Regions from separate parts of the Macaca mulatta genome. Here region 1 is linked to region 2. Evidence: chromatin contacts called from public Hi-C data. All regions are on one chromosome and are shown on one strand. The core of a region is the stretch at or near the end of the contact, and the rest is flanking DNA. Distances in the headings are between cores, read along the strand shown.

Evidence for each region. A called contact is a pair of places that touch in the nucleus more often than the background predicts.
Region 1: a contact with region 2 is called in a Hi-C map of fetal cortical plate, with 2.4 times the contacts expected there. The contact joins the promoter of SOBP here to the enhancer-like site in region 2. A contact is called at or near these places in 2 of 14 Hi-C or Micro-C datasets (fetal cortex germinal zone and fetal cortical plate).

Annotation. Positions count from the first base shown.
Region 1 is chr4:78,291,081-78,297,850 of T2T-MMU8v2.0, reverse strand. It overlaps SOBP (sine oculis binding protein homolog), which reads left to right and starts at 3,354. Exons shown (of 6, transcript NM_001104534.1): 1 at 3,354-3,449. The coding sequence starts at 3,354.
Region 2 is chr4:77,932,242-77,938,186 of T2T-MMU8v2.0, reverse strand. No RefSeq gene overlaps it. Among named protein-coding and RNA genes, the nearest start is that of SCML4, 23 kb to the left of the region's middle. Within about 2 kb of position 4,321, at least 9 of the 40 cell types and tissues checked have an H3K27ac peak or open chromatin away from gene starts, as enhancers often do. A contact at or near this core is called in fetal cortex germinal zone and fetal cortical plate, where this site is marked.

The DNA of each region.
Region 1 (6,770 bases), core at 2,105-4,604, 360 kb before region 2:
GTTGTTATAATTGTCTTCATCTACAGTACATGTGAAGAAACCTAGGGTCATTAAAAGGTGTAACAATCATCATTACTTCTGAAGTTCATTCTAGACTAAAAGTTTTCCTCATATATACTTTATGAGCCTTCTTTCTGTCACCAAAGATGTGCATTGTGGATTTCAATACAATGTTCTCACCTCAGTTTTCTGAAGGACATATGCTTGTGAAGGAACAGGTGACTGTTTAAGATCATTATTTTTATTAAATGCCTGAACCATCACAGAGTAAGTAATTTTCTTTAAAGGAAGTATAGCTGCCTCTAAATATAACTCTGGGCTACAGTTCACCTTTTCTGTTTATTTTATTCTTAACTTGTGAAACTGTATCTTAGGACTTGGGGTATATAACTTGTTATTTGATACCAGCTGCTCAACAGTGAATCAATTGTAATGCTCCTGGCACCAAAGGAAACAGAGGGGGCTTAAATATGTTTACAGAAGACAAAAGGCTTATTTTTTGCGTAGTTTACAACATATGTTTCCACAGTTTTAAATATTAAAAAGCATCCCCCCAAAGTTTTTTCACTATTTCCCTCATTAAAGACTAACAGGATCAAACAGAGAAAACAACTCTACAACCCACATATTATTTATCAGATGTTTTGGATGAAATTCAGATTTAAAAAACCAAAAGGCTCTCTCTTCCTCTCCCCCTCCCAGCAAGAGCATTAGGGAGATACTCCCCACTGCAAAATAGACCCACTCACACACTGGCGAATGTTGCACTATCATTCCAGGAGCAGGGGGAAAGTTGCTGCGACAGCCTTAGGCTCCTCTCCGCGTTATTGGGTCGTCGTAGGTGCGCTGTGGGCTGCTGCGGGGTTTGAGACCCGGCCAGAGGACTCGCGGCTCACGACCTGAGTGTGTACCTGGATAAGTTCTCAGAGGCTACTGGGAACATTGCAAATACAGGACGCCTATACTGCAAAGCTCTCCCTAAAACCTCATCAGTCCTCCTCTCTTGACTCTTCGTCGTCCCAGGAATTTTAACTTTTCCTCGGCGCAAGTGTTTCTCGTGCGGACCCCTTGCAGGCGCAAAGCCTGGCTCGCTCTAGCCTCCTGGCTTGCCCAGGATCCAGGCAGCCACGCGGAGCATGGTGCAGCTTCCCCTCGCTTCCCCCCGCGACGGTGAAGAGAAGAAATCAGGAGGGAGGAGGTACTCAGCCCTCCTGGGTGCACTCCCAGATGTTTTTAAGTTGGCCTTTATGAAAAACAAAATGATGCTAAAATGCAAAATAGGCAACGTGGAGGTACTCAGCTCTCCTGCGTACACGCCCAAATATCTCTAATTTGACGTTTACGAAACAGTGCTAAAATGCAAATCAGGCTTTGTAATACCCAGAATGAGCCTTGTTTGACAGGCCAAACTGAGATTTAATGGAAAGCTTACTCATATCCCCACACGAAATTCATTCTTTTAGGAACTTAAAAAAAAATTGTGTAATTTTAAGTTCCACCACTGTCATAACGAACACTCCACAGTAACACACAGTGGAACAATGGACACCCCCCATATCGCATTGTGTCAGGTAATTATGAAGTGTCGCGGCGCGGGAAAGAGAAGCTGGGAACGTCAATTTGTCCTCCGCAGCGTGTGGGAGCGCTCAGAACCGCGCGTCTCCCAGAAACATCATCCAACCGTCACCCCCAATGCCTCAACCCAGGGACAGGGACAGACTCAATCAGACCTCGTCCCCAGGCGTGGCAGGAGAGGGCCAAAGAGAGGACGTGTGAGCGCAGAGGAGCGAGCACCGCTCCATGGAGGGCAGGCGCTAGCTGGGAAGTCGGGAGGAGAAAGTGCAACCGGGCGGGGAGGGGAGGATCCCACCGGGGCGTGGCGAGGGCGCCCGGACTCCGGGTGAGCGGGACCCTACGCGGGACCGTGTTCTCCCAGAAGCTCCCACTCAGCCCAACCTTTTGGGCGAAACCCAGGGCAGCCAGATAAGGGTGCAGGCGGGGTCACGCGTAAAGCTGTTGCTTTGAAGCAGAGCATAAGTGAGAAAGAGATAAAGAGAGAAGGAACAAGGGGAAAAAGAAATCAAGGGGCTGAAGGCCGAGATGTCCTACTTCTAAGTGGTTCTTTGCGAGGCAAAAGCTTCATTGCCAGCGCAGTCCGAGGCAGCGCCGCGTGGAGCACCGGCCGGGTCGGGCACGGGGACCTCTCCAAGGGGTCTCCAGCCTCCGCGCACTCTGCGGTGGCCCCCGGAGGGGGAAACTCTATCCTGGCAGCTCAGTGGGGGGAAGCGCGTCGGGGCTGTGGGTTCCTTCCCCCGAGACCCCAGCGCTGCACCCTCGAGGCGGCAGGCTCAGTCAACCCTCCCCGGGGGACGGCGGCCCTCTAGCCAGGCGACCTCAGGTCTCGCGCCCTCCCACCGCTCAACCTCCTCGATTCACCCCCATTCATTCTTCCTCAGCGGCTCCTAGGACGGGCTCAAAAACCAACTCCACACGCAACCCAGCCCACGTCGCGGAGCTGAGGAGCAGGGCTGGGTTCGGAGCGGGCGCCGGCGCCCCCGGCGCGTGGCTGGGAGTTAGCGGCCGCGGGGGGCGCCGCGAGCCGCCCGTGGCCGCCGCGGATGAACAGGAGGCCGCGAGCAGCCCCCGAAGCCGCGCAGCATCCGCGTATCCAGTGACGGTGGAAGCCACGCCCGCTCGAGAGCCTGGGGGCTGTCCTCGCCCCCCCACCTTTCCCCTCCCTCCGACCCCCTCCCGGCCGCGCTCCCTCCCCTCCTCCCGCGCCAGCCCCCGGCCCGCCCCCGGCTCGGCTCGCGGGAGGCGCTGGGCGCCGGGGCTGGCGCGCTCTCCCGGGCTCACACACAGCCGCGCACGCACGCCCGGGGCCGCTCTCCGCGCCGGCCCTCGCTCCCCGCGCCCATGCCGACGGACAGAGCGACGGAAGATGGCTGACGACTCCACGGGGCCCCGAGGATGCGGCCCGGCGGCGGCGGCGGCGGGAGCGGCAGCGGCAGCGAGGGCGGCAGGGGCAGCGGCAGCAGCGGCGGCGTTGGCGGCGGCGGCGGCGGCGGCGGCAGCAGGAGCCGGAGCGGCGGCGGCTGCATCCCCGAGACTCTTCGAACTACCCTTCCCCGTGACAGCCACTGACGTCCTCCGCCGCTAGAAGAGACCCCGCTTCTCGGCGCCCGCCCGCCCTCCCCCTCGCGGCCCGGCCCGGCCCCGCCAGCACCGCTACCTCCGCCAGCCTCGCCACCATCAGCACCACCTCCACCGCCGCCGCCGCCGCCGCCACCACCACCACCACCGCCGGCGGCGGCAGCAGCCATTTCATCTCCACAGAAACCAGACACAAAAACATGGCAGAAATGGAGAAAGAAGGGAGACCTCCGGAAAATAAACGGAGCAGGAAGCCGGCTCACCCAGTGAAAAGGGAGATCAATGAGGAGATGAAGGTATTTTTGGATCTCGGGGGCCAGGGAGACTGACTTCTTACTTGCGCCCGCTCCCCGTGGGCCGTGGTATGGATCTGGGGGGTACCGGGGCGCGCTTGTCAGTTTCTGTAGGATGCCCAGAACGGCTCCGCGCCTCCAGGTGTAAAGCAGAGGCCAACTCGCGGGCTGCATCCCCGAAATTGTTGCCAACCTCAGATTTGATGAGGGGGGACCACATACTATTTAACCTTACGAACCCCAGGTTGGCACTGGCGCGTTTCAGAGCGAGGGCACCGGGGACCCGAGCGGCGGTGGGCAGGGGAAGAGGCTTTCCCAGTGGACGGTGCAGTTTCTCCCCCGCTTTTTGGGAATCATTCTCAGGTTCCCTCCAAAGTTAGGAGCCACCTGGCCGGGGCACCCCGGAGAGAGCTCTATTCCACCCCTCTCCCCTAGCTCACCCTCCTTCTCCTCAATCCCGCTTCCCCCCAACCAACCAGCTGCGACGGCGTGAAGAGCCCGTCAGTGCCCGGCGAGCTGCGGCCCGAGAGGCGCGGGTCTGGGCACGGTCCTGACCGCTCGCCTCGCCCACCCCCGCCCGCTCCTCTCCACTGGCAGCCTCCGCCTCTCGCTCGCCTCTGCCTGCCTCACTTCCCAGCGAAGCAGACCCCGGCCAGCCCCGCTGGAGGACAGCTGTCTGAGGGCGGCCTTTGCAGGGCGCCTGCCCATTGTTCGCAAAGGCCGGCCCGGAGTCCTCTCGGCGAGGCCGGGCTCCCCGCCAGGCCAGCGGTGCACCAGAGGTGGAGAGCGCAGTAGCCTGGCGCTCCAGCTGTTCGCGTTAGAGCGATTGCACAAGAGCACTGCTCGGCTCCGGACCCTCTCGTTGCCCCCCAGCCCCTTATTTTCCATGAAGTTGCGGCTTTTGCCTGGGTGAGGGTTTTATTCTGTATTGATTTCACGAGTCTCTATTGATTTAAAACAATTTATTTTTCTGCGAGCCATCAAAAAGTAGCAGGTTTGCATTTTGCGGTCTTCTTGGTGTTCCCCATCTTCTGCATGAAATCCTTAATACTACCAGGTGGCTAAATACTACTACTTGGCCAGTTTTGGTTCAGTTTGTATTTAAAAGACAAACTGGATGAAAATGGTATGCAAGTAAGTCAAATTTATTGAGCTTTGACGCTTTCTTCATTAGAACAAACATTTTCTATCATAGCTCACGCTTAGCAGGGGACGCATAGATATACATCATATATGTATGTGTACCTAGGTGCATATGCTTAGCTTTACTTTCCTCTCGGAAATGTCAGAAGCAACCTAAATATCAGAATTAGGGGTTTTATTACTGGATAAGGAACTTAGTACCTGGAAGCTAGAGGTGCAGCATGAGTCCAACGGAGAGTTAAGGGAGATTTGCCTTGAAAATCAATACCATTTCTTATGATGGAAACCACCGTTGATTCCAATGATGGACAGTTATATATATTTTTAAGACCAGTAGAAGTTGTTGTTTTTTGATAGGAACAAAATTTAAACAGTCCATAATAACCATCCTTCTTCACTTACCCTTGCCTACTGTCCTGCATTTCCAGATTACTTTTGCATTTCATTTTAGGTTGGGGGTGGGGAAAGGGGAGAGAGGTGAAAGCCACTAGGAAATCGCAACCAGCTCTGGCCCTTTAAAACACTGCCTAATGTGATGTATATGGATGGCAGCTTTTAAGTTTCATAGGTTCTAGAATTACAAATTAGCTAATTTTAATCAAAACATGTGAAATGTTATCCCGGCTGGATATAAAGGCTGACTGTGCTCGATGCTTGGGGCTCGCGTTGTTGATTTTGGCTGCAGGCGTACTCCGTGGTTTGGGAGATAGTTGTCCTTCTACAGTATAACAGATGTTTGTCTGAACTGGTGAGGAAGAAACAAAAACAACATTGTGTGAAGGGGAAAAATTACACAATTTTTAGCCGATGCTGCAGGACTAAGTATGGAATTAACCTTGGTGCACAGAAATTTCCTCTTTTTAAAATGTTATTTTCCTTCCAAATCACCACCCACTATTTGAAGTTTTAATCCTCACCCTTTCAATCCAGAGTAGTATTAAATAAGAAGTTTTACACAGCAAATAATTCAATTGTCTGTAGGATCAGTATTTTCTCTCTGCTTTGGACCAAAGTAAAATACCCCTAACCAAAATTTTTAGTCATGTTCAAGTATACCATGCCCGAGATCTAGTGGAATTGTTTAGGTGCATTCTTCTAATATAACAGCACCAAAAGTCCTCACTTAAAAAGTGGTTTCTCAAAGTCAAAAGGTGGAAGGGTTATTTTGAACTCCTTAATATCTTTCTGTTTTTAATATTAATAATCACATCAACAAAACCCCTCCCCAAACATCATGATACTGTTACTCCTCTAGCTCCCTGAACCTAAGTGTAGAGTAACATAACAAGTTGGTTGCCCTGTATATAGTTGTGTGCAACAAAATGTCACTGAGAACACAATGTGGCCTTGTGCAGCTTCATATCGGTGCCGCTGGAGCTGCCTGGCTGTGTTTGCCTTCATCTGAACGGCTTTCATCTGGACCAGTGTAAACTAAGCCCTGGTAAGTAATCACTGCCCGGCAGAAAGAAAGGAATGTATACAGCTAGCGTGGCCTAAGCTGTAAAAACGGAAACCTGAGCCCCCACCTCGGATCACATATCAAGGCTTGAAGGTAGGGGAAATGAAAGGGGGAAAGAGGAGAGAGCAAATGGAAAAGTCAGCCTGGGAAGTGGAGGATCAGGAGGAGGCCCTCCTTAGGGAGATTTGGCTCAGGGATTAGGGAATTTTATCGTGGTGTACAGTGACCTACTCAGGTTTCAACACTGGTTGGATTGAGTTGCTTCTCTGTGAGCTGAAAGAAAAAGGACTGGTGTGTATGTGATTTTTTTCCCCCCTTCGGGTAATAGAAAGGACATTGGTACAAGTGTCTATTTTAGGTACAGCAAATGCAGGGCACTGAGAATGAGCAACAAACTTGCCTCATCATAGAGACTTCCTTCAAGATTTCCTAATTGAGATAGTCACATATTTATTTTAAAATGGCTGGAGAAGACAAACTGGCTGAGGTTTAGCTGACACCAGTAATGGCATCGAAGAATGTCTTCATGTGGCTGAGAGCTAATGCTGGTTGCTGTTTCACTAGATCAGATATTGAGTTACATTTTCGTTATCACTGGTTTAATGTACATGGCAGTTGTAACAAATTTAAATTTGATACAATATAATTTTGTGTATGAAAAGTACATGACTTGGCATTGCTTGCTTGTAGTGTACTCCCTGAAAATATCTTCAAGTAGAAAT
Region 2 (5,945 bases), core at 3,072-5,571:
AGTATGTACTTGCTACAGGAAAGCTAGATGCTAGACAGAGAAAAATTTAAAAATAAAATGTAAACCATGCAACAAATCTATTAAATGATGGGAAACAGACATGAATTTGTGTAAGAGAAAGGGAGACGATGAGTTTGACAGCAAGAAAACTCGATGGGATATTTGTTGTGGAGGGAGGGTGCCAAAGAGGGAAGGCAGAAAAAAGGGTGCTGGTCCCCAAGTACAGAAATAGAATGGTCTTCTATCACAATCTCTTTTTACATTAAATGTATTAAGAAAAAATTACTAATGCGTTTACAATGTATCAAGAAGCCAATGATTCAAATGCTCTGCAGTTGGGCACAGAGACTTATGCCTGTGATCCCAACACGCTGGAAGGCCAAGGCTGGAGGATCGCTTGAGCCCAGGAGTTGGAGATCAGCCTGGGCAACATAGTGAGAGCCTGTCTCTGCATAATATTTTAAAAATTTGCTGGACGTGGTAGCACGGGCCTGTAGTCCCACTAATTGGGAGGCTAAGGCAGGAGGATCACTTGAAGCCAAGAGTTCGAGATCACAGTGAGCCTATATCCCCAGCGGGGAAGGCAGGTAGCTTTCCCTCACTGCAGTCAATTCCCCACCCCATTTGTCCTCATGTCAAATTTTGTACCTCTAACACTCCATATATATTTTAGGGAGACTAAGAAATCATATCCCTGGCTGAGTGTGGTGGCTCATAACTGTAATCCCAACACTTTGGGAGGCCAAGCTCAGAGGATTGCTTGAGGCCAGGAGTTCGAGATCAGCCCAGGCAATATAGTAAGACCTCGACTCTACAACAACAACAAAAATGTATAATTATAAGGCCAGGCATGGTGGCTCACACCTGTAATCCCAGCATTTTGGGAGGCTGAGGCAGGCAGATCATTTGAGGTCAGGAGTTCAAGACCAGCCTGGCCAACATGGTGAAACCCCATCTCTACTAAAAGTACAAAAAATTAGCCGGGCATGTGGTGCACGCCTGTAATCCCAGCAATTTGGGAGGCTGAGGCAGGAGAATCGCTTGAACCCAGGAGGTGGAGTTTGCAATGAGCTGAGAATGTGCCACTGCACTCCAGCCAGGGGGACAGCGCTAGGAAAAAAAAAAAAAAATCTTATCCCCAACATAGTAACACAAAGGATTTCACGTCAGCAAAAAGGATCATCTAAAATTAGGCTTAGAGGTCAGTCTGTCCTAATACAGTGGGACCCAGTGGCCCTGACCACCAGCTAACATTGCTGGAGCCTAGAGACGCTCTGGGGCCTGGCGATGGGAGGAGATGGCATGTACTGTTAGCTTGTTTTCACCTTGGCCTTAGCAGCTACTGGAAAGGTGATGGTTCTCCAGAAATTACAGAATGATTGCCTGGATTATTTTTTCTTTAAGAATGAATGGAGGAAAAGGGATTTTCTCACTTGCTTGAGAGATTTCCTGTTACTAATGAGAACATTACAATCTTGAGAGGATAAGGTGACCCAGGTCTGAATCTGAAACTCTTCATGATGACGCTCCCTTAGAAAGAAGTGGACAAGGGTGTTCCTTGGGATCCTCAGATTTCAATTGTGTGTGACAGAACAGTTACATTAGAGTTTTATCATCTGAGCAAGAGGATACGGTGTGGAGACACAGCACTTTATGAGACCCAAATTACTGTGAACATTTACTACATTTATATTTTTACCTTGTATCTTCCAGATGCTGGGCCCTTGTTTTCTTTCCTCGAACAATGCCTGGCTCCCCATTAAACTTGGGTGCCACATGTGTTGGGCAAATCTGTGGGGAATGTTCCAGCGAAGGTCCTGTCCCTACCTGCAGTGACAGGAGACAAGTGGGCCTCTGATGTGGAGAGAGAAGGACGTTCCCTGAGTGAGCCTCCTACCAGCAGTCCGGGGCTGGCCTCAGACTCCACTCTCCCAGGAGGCCAGCAGTCCCCAAGTTCTAGGACCTTCCTGGCCAAAGCCTTAGCCTGGCAGCCTGTCCACTAAGAAGTTGATTGGATCCTGAAAAGGGTCTTTGTCAAGCACCAATGAACTCTTCCTCCATTCATCAGGGTTTCCTTGGTGTTATGGGTTGAACAGTGTTCACCCCAAAAAAGGTATGTTGGAATCCTAACACCTAGTACTTCAGACAGTGACCTGATTTGGAAATAGGGCCTTTACAGAGGTAATCAAGTTAAAGCGAGGTCATTAGGTTGGCTCCCATGTGATCAGTGTCCTCATAAAAAGGACAAACTTGGTCACAGAGATGGGCACGCATAGAGGGAAGAGGAAGTGCAGAGACACAGGGAGATGAGAACCATCCCGGAGCCAAGAAGAGTCTGGAACAGATCCTTCCCTCATCAGCCTCAGACGGAGCCAAACCTGTGACAACTTGAGTGTGGACTTCTGCCTCCAGAACCGTGAGACAATCAAGCTCTGTTGTCCAAGCGCCCTCGATTACGGCATTTGTTACATCAGCCCTAGCAGATGAATCCCTTGGCCTCCTCTCCTCTGAGACCCAGGCAGGTCAGGGCCAAGGAGAAGAGCACATCTGCATCTGAGCCACCCATCTTTGGAGCGACGGCAACGAACTCGAGCAGGGCCAGGCAGTGTTATTAGGAATATTATAGGTGGTTGGGTTCCTTAGGACGTTTTGAGACCCTAGGTCCAAAATCTAAATGTGATAGAAACATATTACATGTTTGTTGTGTGTGTGCATGTGTGTGTGTCCCATAGGATAGTGGGTGTGAAATAGTTACCCAGGAGTTAAGGTCCCCAGGAGGGTCTTGTCTTGAACAAGGTCTTGTTCAGGATGGTGTACAGGTGGTACCTGTATCATTTCGTCCCTATGTCTACCCCACAGGATCATTCCTATTCAGTGTGGACCCCCATCAAAAAGTAAATCCCTGCCAAAAATAGCAAAATATAGATTTGCCCATAAACAGAAATTAATATAAATATATTCAGCTCCTCTGAAGAAAATGTTCTATAGACATGAAGGGCAGCAGCTTTAGCTACGTGCCATGACTTAAATGATCCGTCACTTCTTTTAAAAATCGGCTAAGAAAACTAATGACTTTTAAAAAAAGTTGTGGGGTGGGGGGCAGGCATGGCGGCTCATGCCTGTAGTTCCAGCACTTTGGGAGGCCCTGATAGGAAGATTGCTTGAGCTCAGGAGTTCAAGACCAGCCTGGGCAACAGAGTGAGACTTTGTCTCTAGAAAAAAAATGTAAAATTAGCTGAGCATGGTAATGCACACCAGTGGTCCCAGCTACTCCAGAGGCTGAAGTGGGAGGATTGCTTAAGCTGGGGAGGTAGAGGCTGCAGTGAGCTGTGTTCGTGCCACTGCACTCCAGCCTGGGTGACAGAGTGGGACCCTGTGTAAAATAAAAAATAAAAATAAAAAAAGTCACAGACAAGGTTGTACTTGATCTTACCTGAAACAAAACAGAGAGAAGCAGAGTTTTAAAAAGCTAGCTGGGTTTTTATAAATGGAATTATATAGACAGATTTTCAAAAGACCAAATAGAAATAAGTACTTTGCATAGTGAGGGTTTCCACGTTCTTTTATTTCTCCTCAAGCTTCCCCCTCCCTCCCTGCACCTAAATCCGTTCCTGGCTAGAGCTGCCAGAAAAAAATACAGGACACCTAGTCAAACTGGTATTTCAAGAAAAACAATGAAAGCTTTTTCGAAGTGTAAGTACATCTCAAATATTTCATGGGACATGTTTATACTAAAAATTCATTTGTTGTTTATCTGAAATGCAAATTTAACTGGGCATCTTTTTTGGGGTGCTGGATCTGGGGACCATCTTATGCCGGAACGCACGGGCTGTGTGAGGGGCGTCCTACTGAGAGTCCGGCTGACGGCCCGGGCCGGTTGTATCTGTCCCCCGGCTAGGAGAGGCTCTGAGGCAATGACTGCAGCTGTTCCCCCCCCAGGACGGGGGTCGGGGGGTCGGGCCTTGGGGAGCCCCAGTAGGAGGCAAGGCGCTAGAAACTAGAGAAGCGACAGGGACCCCTTTTTTGCGTCTGAGTCCAAGGAGAAACAGCTGGGTCTAGGGGGAGACGGTCCGGACTCTGGGTCTGGCTCAACGAATGCCGGAGGCCACCCTGAGCTCCAGAGTGGTGGAGCCCGGGACGCGACTGCGAGGGGTCCGGGAGAGCCGGGGGCACCGCAGCCTCGCTCCACCCCCACTGGCCTGCCCGGGACTCCAAGAAGAGGCAGCGGATCTCCCAGTTCCTGACCAACCTGGCCGGGCCCCGGTCGGCCACCTCGCGCCCCCTGGTGGCCGCAGAGGGAGAAGCCGCCCGCTCATTTCTCCTGCAGCTGCTGGAATCTGGACTCGGGGGCTGAGCGCCCGGACCGGAAGGAGGGAGGGGACACGACAGAGTCCTCGAGGGAGCTAAGGCTTCATAGGGCAGGAAGAAGACAGTGGCCGTTTCCACCGAAGACACCACGTGCAGTGTCTTCACGGGCAAAGCAATCCCAGCTGTGAATCCCACGGAGCATCTACCTGCTCACCAAATTCTGGCGGCAGAACGAAGCCTCTGGTCGATGTCCCCAAGGGAGATCCCTCGCCGCTCCTGAGAGCACCTTTGCCGACTCCCCTCTGCAGGCATTAGGCCACTGGGGAACTGAATGCTTTCCTGGCCCCACCAGTTAGCCACCTTGTGTGACAGGGAAATCTTATCTTCTCAAATATAAGACTGGTCAAGCTGTAAGAAAAATACATATGTACATCCTCCTCACTCAGCAGTAACATTCTCAGGCTCTTGCTGCTAACCCAAAATGAAAAGATCAAGGTCTGAGGACTTGGTTTACATTATTCACACAATGATTTTATCCTCTTTCCCCTTCCCTCAAGGCTGTGGGAATGTTCTCTAAGAGGGGGAAGAATCCAGACTCACGTGTTCTGAGTGAAAATCAAGGGCAAGAGTTGTCGTTACCACCCACGCGGCTCTTCCCCCACCCCGCCGGTCCCAGAGCGAGTTAAGAGCAAAGTGGTTAGAGCCAACACTGTACTCAAGATGGCTAATTTTATTAGTCAATTTGGCCAGACCAAGGTACCCAGATATTTGGTCAAATATTGGTCTGGATGTTGCTGTGAATGTGTTTTTCAGATAAGAATAACATTTAACGTGGGGCTGAGGCAGAAGGATTACTTGAGTCCAGGAATTCAAGACCAACTGGGCAACATATGAGACCATCTCTACAAAAATTTTTAAAAATTAGCCAGGCATGGTGGCTCCACCTGTGGTCCCAGCTATTGACTGCTTGAGCCCAGGAGGTTGAGGCTGCAGTGAGCTGAGATTACACCACTGCCAGCCTGGGCGACAGAATGAAACCCTATCTTCAAAGAAAGAGAGAAAGAGACATTTAAACCAGTAGATTCAGTAAATTACCCTCCATAATGTGGGTGGGTCTCATCCAATCAGTTAAAGGTCCTTTCCTTTTAAGAAAAGGAAAAAGCTTGACCTAGCTGAGGAAGAGGGAATTCCGCCTCCAGGATGCCTTCCGTCTTGAGACTGCAACTGCAGCTCTTCCCTGGGTCTCCAGCTTGCTGATCTACCCTGGAGATTTTGGACTCACTGGCCTCCACAATCACATAAGCCAGTGCCTTACAAATCAATCAGTCTTTCTCTGCCTCTTTTGATAGAAAGGAAAACAGATCTACCCATCTATCTATTATCTATCTATAGAGAGAGGGACATCTATATGTCTATATGGATAGATTATCTATCTAGAGAAATAAAGGGAGATTTATTAACAGGAGATATATATGCATCCGTGTGTGTGTGTATCTGTCAATCTCCTGTTGGTTCAATTTATCTGGAGAGCCCTGACTGAAGGTCACTAGGGCCTTGGCATCAGCTCAGCCCAGGCCCATTCCCCTCACCCACTCCAGAGCATGGCTCTAGCAATCCCCATCTCCCGTCTTATCACC